Regions from separate parts of the Mus musculus genome. Here region 2 is linked to region 1. A link is a contact called in public Micro-C data. All regions are on one chromosome and are shown on one strand. The core of a region is the stretch at or near the end of the contact, and the rest is flanking DNA. Distances in the headings are between cores, read along the strand shown. Region 1 holds the start of 4930519K11Rik (RIKEN cDNA 4930519K11 gene). Region 2 overlaps Dlg5 (discs large MAGUK scaffold protein 5).

Region 1 (2,518 bases), core at 10-2,509:
CCGGGGCGCGCGTTACCTTCGTCTTGCCCCCGCAGTGGCAGCAAACGGTCCACAGGTACTTGAGCGTCCGCCAGAGCAAGATGATGAAGAGGCCCCCGAAGAAAGTCACCATGGAGGAGGCCAAGAAAGCCCACCACATGCGTTGGCCCCGGCTGTCGCACGGCACCTCCATGGTCACCGGTATGATGAGCGCATCCATCTTGGGCTCGTGGACCGAGGACGAGGAGGAAGAGGAGGAGGAAGAAGAAGAAGAGGAGGAGGAAGAGGAGGAGGAGGACGCGTCTAGGCTGAGATGGTTCGCGTGGATATTGCTGCTCATTCTAAGACCGCTGCCTCCGCCGCCGCCGCCGCCGCCGCCGCTGCTGCCGCCGCCGCCGCCGCCACCGTTTGCCATAGCTAGCAATGGGCGGCAGGCGCAGGGGCTCGAGGGAGCTCCTCCCGCCGCCAGCGCCACCCCGAACACCCATCAACAGCCATGTTGCTGCTACTGCTGCCGCTGCCGCCGCCGCCGCGGAGCGCCGGGAGGGGGGCGGGGAGGCGCCTGGGCTCGGGGCGCTGTGCGCGACCTGGCAGGGTGTGCGGAGATATATACAGCCAAGCGCCGCCGCCCGCCCTCCCCCGGGCTGCCGGCCGGCCCGGGGGGGGGAGGGGATGAGGGAGGGTGGCTCCCACTCCCCGACCCCGGCCCCGATCGCCCCCGGGGCTGCGCGGAGCACCGAGAGCCCAGGGGGCGCCGCGGGCGGTCCGCGCCCGGGGTCTGTGCCTCCCGAAGCTCCGTGAGCGCGATCCCGCGTACCCTCGGCGCCGCCCGGCCCGCCTGGCGTGCGCCACGCGTGTGCGCTGCGCCCGGGCCCGGGGTCTCCCGCCCGTCCCCGCACAGCTCTCTCGGGTGATGAGGCGACAGCTCCTTAGGATCGGAGAATCCGCGCCCTCCCGACCGGGCGTGCCCGCGCCACCCTTCCTCCCCGGGGCTGCGCTCCGCTCCTGGATCGCCGCCTCCTGTGCTCGCGGGGCCGCGGCAGGTTGGTTGCGGCGGTCTGCCCTGCCTCCGCGGCCAGCTAGCCGATGCTCTGCGGGACCCCTTCGGGCCGGGTCTCTGTGACCCTGAGCTTCCTCGGCCTCCGCTCGCTTCTTCCTCCTTGCCTCCTCGGGCTCCTCCTCGTCCCCGTTCTCGCAGCCCGAGCCTCTTCGGCGCGCGCCCCGCGCGCCCCGCAGCCGCCAGCAGTGGCAGCTGCAGCAACTGGAGCGGGCGCGGGCTCAAACAGCCCGAAGCGGGAGGGGAGGAGGCTTACCGGGCTAACTCGCCTCGGCTTGGGGCTGTGTAGGGGCAGCAGGTCATTTGGCAGTGGTGGGGCATGCGGCCCCCCATCTTCCAGGATGTAGAGTATAGCGCCACCAGCCTAGAGGTAGGACTTTGCAGGTGTTGCGCCCCTCTAGGCTCAGCAGGGTACCAGAAGGGGAAACCACCAGGTGTCTGGGGTAGGCCGGTTTTCCCAAAGGGGCCCCTAATAGGGAGAGGAGTGGCTGGTTGTCAGCTAGATTCAGTGGACTTATTGCCCCTAGATTCTAAGGCTTGGAGACTAAGGAAGACCCTAGCCAGTACAGTACACCTGCTGACAGAGAGTTCACTCTTTCGTTTCCAAGATGCCACGTTGTGAGTTGCTGATGAACAACTGGGGCATCTGGAAGTCTGTTGGTAGTCTGTGACCTCTGACAGCTGCAGGTGGGTTTGTTGGTTGTTGTTGTTTGTTTGTTTGTTGTTTCCTTATTAAGCAAAGATGACAGCAGCCTGGTGGTTGGTGTGGAACAAACTGGGTAGAAAAGGAGGTTTCTTAAAGGGCTGCTTCCTAGTTCTTTAGACTCGTGTGGGAAGGGCAAATGGATGACGGGTACTCTGCATTCAGGCTTGCCTTTCTACATTTCTGGTCTCCCGTTTCTCCCCTTTAAAGGGAAGGAGTCCAGGATTGTTCAGCAGCCCCTGTCCCCCGCCCCACCCCCAGTCCCCCTATCGTTGCACACAGAAACTTCCTCCCTCTGGACACTTCTCCAGGCTGGCAGCTGGACCACAACTTTTTCCTGTGCTAATTAAAACCAAGATGATCACTCTCCCCTCACTGCCCACAGTGATTTCCCCAAAGTTTCCAGCTCATTAGTTATAGTCTAATTGGAATTCTCAGGTTCCTTTCAAGACTCTTCATATGGTAAACTGGCCCAAAGGAGCCTCCTTACCTGAACAAGCTGTCTCGACCTAAATCATTGGTCAGCCACACCCTGGCCCTAGGATACAGAGGGCCAAAGAAGGCCAAGCCTGGCAGACACTGAAAATATGTGAGTCTCAAATTGGTTGGTACATTCCTTGGGCTCAGTATACATATCCATTAGAAAAGACTTAAGGTCAAAATCACCTCCCCCATAAAATAGTACACAACAGAAGGCCAGCAAAATGGCTCTGCTGGTAAAGGTACTTGTCTCCAAACCTGACCCCCTGCGCCTGATCCCTGAAATTCACAGAGTCAAA
Region 2 (2,518 bases), core at 13-2,512, 130 kb after region 1:
AAGAGTACTGACTGCTCTTCCGAAGGTCCTGAGTTGAAATCCCAGCAGCCACATGGTGGCTTACAACTCATCCATAATGAGATCTGATGCCCTCTTCTGGTGTGTCTAAAGACAGCAACAGTATACTTACATATAATAATAGATAAATCTTTAAAATAAAAAAGAGCCAGAGGTGGTAATGTAAATCTATAACCCCAGAGCTATAAAGGTGGACATAACAGTAAGCCCCAGGTTCAATGAGAGGCTCTATCTCAAAGGGGAAAAAGATAAGGAGAGAATGATAACAGAAGACTCTGGATGCTGACCTCTGACCCTCACATCCACACCCACAGGCAAGCATGCTCGTGAATACATGCAGCACGCATACACACACATACGAATGATATACACAAACATGAGTAGTAGAGGCAGGTTGTACGCTAGGCCTGAGCCCTGCCTCCTTGTAACCACAGGCTATGCCTCTCCCCCAGTTATGCAGCACCTGGGACCTGCCTCCTCTGCAGGCTGCTTCTGGGGCCCTGTGGCTCTGAGTGTCACAAGGTGATGCTCTGAGTTTTTTTTTTTTTTTTTTTTTTTTTTTTTTTTTACAACAGGGTCCCAAGCCAGGTAGGACATTTCCAACCTGAAGCTTCATATAGCACACCAAATGTGGACACTCCGAGTTCCCCACCCCCCCCAACCCCCAAATATTCCTTCCTCCTTGCTTCTCATAGCACAGCTTGACACATGGGGGCTTGAACATGAGGACCTGAGGGGCTGGTCACACTTCAATGGTCCCCCAGTGCACCACTAGGCAGACAGATGGCAGGGCACAAGAGGAGTCAGCAGAAGTGGGTGGGAGCATCAGGTAAGAGACTGCGCATTGTCAGTGAACCTCGTTCATCAGCCCGAGGACGGTGGCTCCGGCACTCATGGGTCCCAGTGGAGAGCAGCTCCGCAAGGCTTCTAGTCCCAGAGCTGCAGAGGCCTGGTTCTGGGATAAAGGCCAGGAGAGAGAAGACGCTACAAACAGGGTGAGCAGGAGGAGGAGCTGCCTCCACCAGGGTCTACACACAGGGATTACACAAACTGACCTTTATTTGTTGAACTGAAGTCTGTTTTGTTTGCGATACAAAGTAACATTTTAGTCCAGCATGTCCCACCTGTCAGATCCATACCTGCCTCCTCGCTGAACACCGAACAGGGCCTATGACCAGGGAAATAGCCCCTGTCCTGTAACTGTGCAGAGTAAGACCTTGAGCGTGGTCTGCGGTTTTTTTTCCTCAGTTGTCTGAGCTAGAAAATTCGTGCCTGTAAGGCACAGAACAGCCTTGAGGGCTGCAACTGTCTCTCTCTCGCCCCTTAAACAGCTGTGCAAGAAAATATATCCCTTTTTTAAAAAAAATGTCGATAATAGCCAAACTACAATCTAATGTCTAGAGTTACAAAGAATAAAATGAAATCAAAGATTTCTTGCTAGTAAAATGAAATGTTAGGAACAGTATTAAAATATAGGTACCACCCCAGTGACACACGGAACCCAGTACAGTACCTATTAACAGGACACACAATTGAAGAAGGGACTGAATCCGCTCTTTAGCAGATAGGTCGGGCATCAGAAGTGCGGTGAGGGGAGGGGGTGGGGGATAAAAAATAGATTGAAAAACAAAAACAGAAAACCTAACAAAGAATGGGGATATCCTTGTGGAATCAAGCTGAGAATGTTGTAATCAAGATGAAAAAGCTCCCAGGTTTTCTTCTTATGAGTCTGACCATTGTACCCACTAGAAGCTCTCATTTCAAAGTCTGTGACATGAATAGTTTTATGCCAGAAAGAGCTGCTACATCAATGCCAGAGTAAGGGTTACCTTGCAACCTTGCACTGACAAAGGCTGCCTGCCTAGCATCTCAGAGCCTATGGGGAAGCAATGGCACACCCATGCCCCCTGCTGAGGAAGTCAAGGACTGACTAAACTGTGATGCTTAAATATAAACTGCAGCTGGGGAAGAAACAAGAGGCCAAGGAGGCAGGAGAAAGGCCGAGAGGTGAATCTGCAAGAACGCCAAAGCTGCCTTTCCAGGGAGGGAGTGCTGCCGTGGCAAGATGGCCCCACCAAGGCACTGGTTCTGGTACCAACAGTGGTCTGAGCACCTGCAGTTGTTATGTCTTCCAGGGGAGGGGCCACCAAGAAGCAGGAGGTCTGTCAAAGCTCTGGTCCCACTGACAGGAACCTCCTGTAGCAAAGCATCCCCCTACCGCATGAGATTCCAGAATTGTCCTGCCCAAGACAGTAACATCAAACCAACAGGGAGGAACGGGGCGGGGTCAGGGGCTGGGCACCGATGTGGAGCCATTCAAGTAAACATAGACAACCAGATACTTAGAAAAGGCTTGTAAACTTGTGATCAGGAAGGTCCTGGGCACAGCAGCACCTCTGCTGGGCTGGCTATGGGATGGTCAAGTCTTTTGTGTTTCTGCTTTTTTTGTTTTAAAGCGCACATGTGAGTAGTGCTGTCCACCAGCTGGGCCCAAATCTTT

The links. Hi-C and Micro-C count contacts between places; a contact is called where the count stands out from the background.
Region 2: a Micro-C map of embryonic stem cells shows a contact between it and region 1, with 1.8 times the contacts expected there. The contact joins the enhancer-like site here to the promoter of 4930519K11Rik in region 1. A contact is called at or near these places in 7 of 484 Hi-C or Micro-C datasets (the N1E-115 cell line, cortical neurons, embryonic fibroblasts and 1 more) and 1 of 115 datasets of contacts at active chromatin or transcription factors (embryonic stem cells).

What each region holds. Positions count from the first base shown.
Region 1 is chr14:24,003,732-24,006,249 of GRCm38.p6, forward strand. 4930519K11Rik (RIKEN cDNA 4930519K11 gene) reads left to right here and starts at 1,260. Exons shown (of 3, transcript NR_131107.1): 1 at 1,260-1,406; 2 at 1,564-1,723; 3 at 1,950-2,106. Kcnma1 (potassium large conductance calcium-activated channel, subfamily M, alpha member 1) reads right to left here and starts at 474. Exons shown (of 28, transcript NM_001253364.1): 1 at 17-474. The coding sequence starts at 394.
Region 2 is chr14:24,132,894-24,135,411 of GRCm38.p6, forward strand. Dlg5 (discs large MAGUK scaffold protein 5) reads right to left here. Exons shown (of 32, transcript NM_001163513.1): 32 at 1,060-2,518. Among named protein-coding and RNA genes, the nearest start is that of Gm52142, 14 kb to the left of the region's middle. Within about 2 kb of position 1,263, at least 8 of the 459 cell types and tissues checked have an H3K27ac peak or open chromatin away from gene starts, as enhancers often do. A contact at or near this core is called in embryonic stem cells, where this site is marked.